Linked DNA regions of Urocitellus parryii: region 1 is linked to region 2. The links are chromatin contacts, called in public Hi-C maps. All regions are on one chromosome and are shown on one strand. The core of a region is the stretch at or near the end of the contact, and the rest is flanking DNA. Distances in the headings are between cores, read along the strand shown. Region 1 holds the start of Sinhcaf (SIN3-HDAC complex associated factor). Region 2 holds the start of Dennd5b (DENN domain containing 5B).

Region 1 (3,396 bases), core at 110-2,609, 260 kb after region 2:
AGACAAATAAACAAACAAAAACCTTAGTTAAGGACTTCAGAAGTGGGTTTGTACTGTATGTTCAGTGAACTGGCTGTTGAATTAAATTAGCGTTTCAGAAGTATCTATTTAAATTCTTATTGTTGACACTACAGTGAAAGCAGTGAAACTTGTCAGCAGATGATAAAGTTTTATGGTTGATTTTCACACTTTGGTAGCTTGGGACCAATATCAAGTTTCTGGAAAAAACATCCTCTTTCCCCACCCTCCCATTACCAATAAACCAGACTGTCTTTGGGGCTACATGTGTCCTTGGAATAAAGAGGTATCACAATCTTTTACTTTTTTCATTTTCCATTTTTCCATCTGAGAAGTTACTTCAGCCTCCGTCCCCCCAACATTCCCCCCACCCACCATCCCCGTGTCTAAAATAGTTCAGGTTGTTAGATTATTATACGTTCCACAGGGAAAAGCCTGCATTTCACTATTTTTTCAATTCCCAAGACCACCAGTTAGTGGTATTATTTCTGGGTGACTGGAACACCTTTTACAAGCAGCTGGAGGAGGTATGAGTGTCCCTAGATTACTGGCTTTCCACAGACTAGTCTTTTAAGAAAGCGGCACTGTTCCCACGGAAATTAACAACCATTCAATTCTGAGAGGCCTGAAATCTCACTGCTAAAGCGGAAAACAAAACAAAACAAAAAAACCTGGATTGTGATGGGTTGGGTTACCGTGTGAGAAGGGCAAGAGGGAGTTGGTGGATAGACAGGATGTCAAAATTGGACTTCACTAAACGACTCATTAAAACTACGAAAACTAAATCTTTGCTGACGTAGAGGAGGATTAAAAGATTAAAAACTCAATTTAAAACAAAATTCAGCAAACATGGGGTTAGTATAACTTCAGTCTGGTGCTTACAAGACCACCTTCTCGGTCACCTCACGCCAGAGCCTGGGCACAGGTGTGAGGATTTTGCAAAGCAGTTTTAAAACTATTTTTCAACGCCAAGTCGTGATCCCTAAGAACTTTGGGAGTGCAAAGCACGTCACGCAGCCTAGTTTTCTCCCCCTGTTGCTAACCTTTCCGCCTTTCCCATCCTGCCACTCCCCCTTCGCAGTCGCCTCCAGCCAGGAGGCGTTTGTTTATGTGACGTCCGCTGTAGTAAGCCGTCCCCGCCCTCGTTTCCCTCAGGCCGCCTCGTTTCCCGCGCCGCGGTACTTCTCCCCTTAAAAGGACAATAGAGGCCCCGGGAGCGCGCGCGGCCGCCTGGCCTTCTCCCCTCCCAGTCCGCGACGCGCGCGCGCCCGTATGCAAATAAGTTCGATTCAAGAGAATTTTGTACCGGGAGTCGCGCGTGCGCAGAGGGAAAGAGGAATCTACACCTTCCCGTCCGGCGGTAGCAACTGCAGAACTGCAGGAGACAATCTTTCTAGACAAGGCAGTTGAGGAGGGAGCGCTTGGAGGGGGTTGGCCTGGTGTGCACTCCGCACCTCGGGGACGCTATTGCGCGTGGATCGGCAGTTTTGGGAAGGTGAGTGACTCTGATCATTACTCTGGTGCAAAACTGTCTCACAAGGCTTTGATTTCAGAGTGTTTTTTTTTTCCTCTTTCACCTCACCCACCTCCCCCCAGCCCTTACACACACACACACGCACGCACACACAAACACAGGAAGTTTTGTCTTGGAGATGGCATTGCTGGGAGCGCTGTTTTTGTGATTTTTCAGACCCCGGGGTCTTTTGTGTGTACATGTTTAGCGTGTACTTTTAAATTGGGGAGGGTATTTGAGGTAAACCGAAAGTCGGGGGCCGGGGGAAGTGAGTGGATCCTGGAAATGACTGAGGAGTCGCGGAGTTGAGGGATCCACGTTGAAGGTGACAATGACTTTTCGCAGCCGCAGTGTTCCCTAGCGAAAGAGAACCCGGTGGCTGGAAGGCCCGGGAGGAAAATGACTTGCTGGCAGTCGCGGGGCGGCCCGGGGTCGTGCGTCCGCGTGGGCGCGAGCTCGAGGAGGGTCGGGCGCCGTTGTGAAACCTCGCTCTGTAGTTTGATCGCAGCCCCCTGCGCGTGTTTTGATAGGGTGGACAATAAACGCCATCGCTCGAAAACTAAGTTGCCATCTCCTTTCCGAGCTGGCGGCGCTAGGGGGTTTAAATCGGCCTTCGGTGGTCAGCGCCGGGTTTCCCGGGAGCGCACGCGGCGTGGCGTTGTTTGCCGAACTCCGGGGGGATGCGGATGCGACAATGAGAGCAACACGCGGTCGCTTAAAAACAGCCTGGCTTCCACACGCCTGCTGTCCGCGGACCGCGCCCAACAGCCGCTGGTGGCCGAGGTGTCTTTGCAGCCCGAAGTTTTGCTCCCCATTTATTCACCTGTAGCGTAGGTGTGGGCGCTACGCGAGGGCTTCCCATTCGGAGGGTGACCGCCCGCGGTTTAAGATGGCCAGTTACGCTAAGTTCCTGAGGGATGGAGGCAGTGGCGTTGTCTGCGCTGCGGGAGCGAGCGAACTCCGGAGGGCACCGCTTTTTGTGCTCAACATGACAGACCACGTGCTTCGGGCAGCAATCCTGCTCTGGGAATGAATGTCCAGCTCCTTGTGAGCTGTGGGATGCGGTCGCTGTCGGGCAGGTCCGGCCGGCAGGACAATGTGATTCGCTGATGATGGCGTCCTGCCAGTTTAAAAAGCAGAGTGAAAGTCGCCAACTCTCAGCCTGTGCGGGGCGGGCAATCCGGGCGTTTCTCATCAAGGACACTGCAAAACTTTGATTAAATGGCCTCGTTGCCGAGGGGAGGACGAGAGGATGGGGCTCCGGACCCTCAGGACGCGGGTCGGGACCCTTCCCGGAGGTGCTCGTCAAGTGTCTCGCCCCTGAGAAACACTCCGACATCCTTGATGCTGCACGTAGGCAGCGCCGGGCTGGACAGAAAACAAAGAGCTGCATGTGCCCGTGCGGGCCCCGCGGCGCTCGGGGCGACGGCCGAGCGGAGGGCCTTGCGGGCCAGGGGCCCCGAAGTTTGGGCGAGTGTCGGGAGGGGCTTTTGTCCCTCAGGCCCTCGTGGGGAAACTTTGGCGGCGCGACTTGTGCTAGGTGCCATGCTGGTGCGCAGGGAGGCGGCGTGCTTCCCTGCTCCCGGCGCGCGGGTGAGGCGACCGAGTCGGGCCCCCAGCACTTCAGCCCAGGCTCCAGGGGCCGCGGCCGGCGAGGGTCGGGGAGAGCTAGACTCGGACTTCTCGGGCCGTTACTGGTGGCCCGGGAGTCTGCGTCTGGGAGGTCTGTGGATTCGCCTTTGAAGTCGAACTGTTGCCATGTTTGAATTACGTCAGGGCAAAGCCATGAGGAGGAACAAGCCCCGGCAGCGCGGCGTGCGGGAGGCGCGGCCTGCGGGAGGCGCCAGGCGGGCCGGGCGGGCGCG
Region 2 (3,327 bases), core at 4-2,503:
GAGCACAACTCCTACTTAGTAGAGTTTACAACCCAGCTAAGTCATCGTAAGTGTTCTGGCGGAAAAGTGGAGTGCAATGGGAGCTAAAGATCAATTACCCAGGTTGTGGCTTGCTCTGATTTCTTGATTTTCTTTCATTTCAGAATCGAAGAAAGAGAGGATACAAGCTCTACTAAATAAATGGTGGTATGCAGGCATAAACTGTCTTCAAGGAAGAGCATTATTCAATCAAATATTCAAGTTTCTCTCACTCCACTTCCTTGGAAGATTTGCTTGTGTGTCTACCAGTGGTGTTCATGATGATCCCTCACTCCTCAGTTCCAGAAGAAGAGAGTAGGGATTGTGAGCTTCTTCTGTAGAATGGAAAGTAAGAGGAATGAGCAGGGAAAGAAAGCCATGTCTTTGTGAGGAGCAGAGTTCAGGGTCTAATTCCTGTTACCTTATCAGCCTCCAAGTGTACCTGCAACAAGAGCAGATAACATCAAAGGAGTCCCGAGCTGGGGAACCGAGCGCCTGGGTTACTTTACATTGACCTGGAAAGCGCCAGGGTAAATTACGAAACACAGGCAGGGGGCTGGCAACTGTAGCCCCCTTTAGAAGTCTCAATGCTGTATGGATATTGAATTGTTTTGTTTCCTCCTCTCACCATTTAGTTGCTAATTAAGGGGTGTCTTGTGAGCAGGGGTGAGAGATGGCGGAACGTTTCAAGGACTAGTGTCTTAGAATGATATAGGCATCTGCACATGTCACAGTTTAAAAGACGATGGCTCAGACCGTTGTGGGAAATGATCTCAGAGCGGCTGTTCACCTTCCCCAAAGCTGCATTTTTTTTTTTTTTTTAATTATGGTGAGTAACATCCCCTTCGGAGGACAGGCTGCCTCCCTGCGGCTTGCCCTCTTCCCTGCCGGCGGCTAACGGGAGGGGTGTGTGTGGGGTCGCCCCAGTGCCGCAGCCGGGGCTGGCGGGCACGATTCCTGCCCTCGCCGGGCGCTCCCTCAGAGCCCGCTGGGCGCGCGCGCCCGGCCGAGGCACGTCGCCGCCCCTCGCGAGCGCGCCCCCTCCCCGTGCTTGGTCTTCAGCGCCCCCGCCCGCCCCGCGCTCCCACAGCCTGAGCGCTGCTCAGCTGACCCTCGGGCGCCAGACGCGGTGGCTCCCGGCTCGCGAGCGCAGCTGCGGCGGCGCGAGCCTCTCACGCCGACACTCCCCCTGCGCGCCCCTCCCCCAGCGGGGCCAGGATCCGGACGGGCCGCGCGCGAGCCCGAGGCCGCTTTTCCCGGCGCCGAGGCTGCGGTGGCGAGCGGCGGCTGCGCGGCTATGGGCGCGCCGGGGTCGCCCTAGTAGGACCGGCGCGGAGACCGCAGCGGGAGCGACAGCGGCAGCCTCCACTGCTAGCCTTCCTCAGTGAGCCTTCCTCAGCGGCGGCGACGACAGCCGCAAGAACAGCGGGGCCGGGATGAGCGGGAGCGGCGCGGCGCCCGGCCCGGGCTCGGGCTCAAGCTCGGGCTCCGGCTCCTCCTCGGCAGCCTGCCGCTTCGCGCACTACTTCGTGCTGTGCGGAATCGACGCAGACAGCGGGCTAGAACCCGACGAGCTAGCGGGTAAGGCCGGGCTGCGGCGGCGCGGGGGTTCCCTCAGGGGTGCGGGGAAGGCTGCGGCGACGCGCGGGAGGCGGGGTGCAGGATCCAGACAAAGTCGGCTCCCGGAGGCGCCCCTCGCCGCTGCCGCCGACGCTGCCGCTCTCCGGCCGGACGGGCGGTCGGGTGGCGATTTAATGACATTGTTATTTATTCCGCGCGCAGGGTGAATGTTGAGTCCTCGGACGACTCGCCGCCTAGGGCGCCCGCCGGGGGCTTTCGCCTCCCGAGTGCGGGGTTATTAATAACCGGCGCGGGGGAGGCCCCGAGGGCACGGCCCGCGCCCGGCACGTCGGCCGCTCGGCTAGCTGCTGCTAGCGGAGGCGGCTCCTGACAGGCGCGCTGGCTCCCCGACCTCGCGGCTGTCCCCTGTTTCCCTCTCCCGCCCTCTCCGCTGGGGCTGCGAAGTTTGGCCCCAGCACGTGACGTAGCGCCCATCCTCCTAGAGGAGGGGGTGTGGGAGACCTCTCGGCTGAGGGATGGATTCGTGCCCACCCCGGCGGTGGTGGCCGTGCGGGGCTGGCGGAGGCGCGGGCAGGAGGCTAGTTAGACTTCATCCGTGACTGTTCTCAGTCTGCGCCCCGCCTTCCGCCACCCCGGGTTCTGCTGACGGTCGAATCACCTTTTGGAATGCTGTCGATTTGGCAGTGTCAGGGAACCTGGAGGGGACCTTTGGACGCTCGGGACTCTGCACGATGCTTTGTTGACACTGCCTACGCTGTTCCTGAGTTGGAGTAGTTGGCTATTACCCCATCCAACTGGGTGCACCGTGTGTTACTGCCTGGGTTTTCCTGGAGGGGCACTGGTTCCTCCTCTTGACTCATTTGATGGCGCAGTGCAGGGCTGAGCTGGAGAACCTACCCTGGGAAAAGGGGCTGTTAAAGGATGACGGGGTACCGGGGTTGTGCGCCCTGTGAGAAGAGGCGAGGAGAAGGGACTGATTACATCTTTCATTCTGCTTGCCTCCGTGGGATCTGAATCTTGACTTTTTTTTTTGGGTTAAATGGGTGAGACAAGTGACATCTACTGCCTGAACTTTATCTGTGTCAGTGCTAAACACTTAGGTCATAGCCTTTTAGAACAGTTTCCTTTGGACATAGCATTCATTAATAATTGCACCAATGTGGATTTTTCGTTTTTTGGGGGTAGGAAACTGGAAAACTGGAAAGGATGTATTAAATAATAATAGTAAACAAAACTGTTCAGCCTTATCCATCAACTCATGTCTTAGCTATGTCTGTTAAGTCAGCCTTACAGCAAAACATTTTCAACAAAACTAAGTCTAGTTTTAGTTAAATTTTTGAATAGAGTACTAGAGTTGTGTGTGTGTGTGTGTGTTTTGGTGTGTATAGTTACGTAATCATATTTTTACATCCTCCTCCTCCACGTTCTCCACTATCCAAGGGTGCTTTACTACTAAATGACATCCCCGGCCCTTATTTTTTTTATTATTTTTTAAAAATTTTGAGTCAAGAGTCTCATAAAGTTGCTTAGGGCCTGGATAAATTGCTGGGACTGGCCTCCAACTTGTGATCTCCTGGTTTTAGCTTCCTGAGTTTCTGGATTATAGGTGTGTATCAGGGGCGGGTCTAATCATTGTTTTTTTTCAGCTAAAGTTTCATGTATATGCTTAGAGTGGCTTTGTTAAGGGATGTGAAGTTATAAAACAATGTCTATAGAGAGATTTGGAGA

Evidence for each region. Hi-C and Micro-C count contacts between places; a contact is called where the count stands out from the background.
Region 1: a Hi-C map of muscle shows a contact between it and region 2, with 8 times the contacts expected there. The contact joins the promoter of Sinhcaf here to the promoter of Dennd5b in region 2. A contact is called at or near these places in 2 of 2 Hi-C or Micro-C datasets (liver and muscle).

The regions. Positions count from the first base shown.
Region 1 is chr5:78,876,576-78,879,971 of mUroPar1.hap1, forward strand. Sinhcaf (SIN3-HDAC complex associated factor) reads left to right here and starts at 1,360. Exons shown (of 6, transcript XM_077798918.1): 1 at 1,360-1,513.
Region 2 is chr5:78,615,501-78,618,827 of mUroPar1.hap1, forward strand. It overlaps Dennd5b (DENN domain containing 5B), which reads left to right and starts at 1,254. Exons shown (of 23, transcript XM_077798438.1): 1 at 1,254-1,599. The coding sequence starts at 1,455.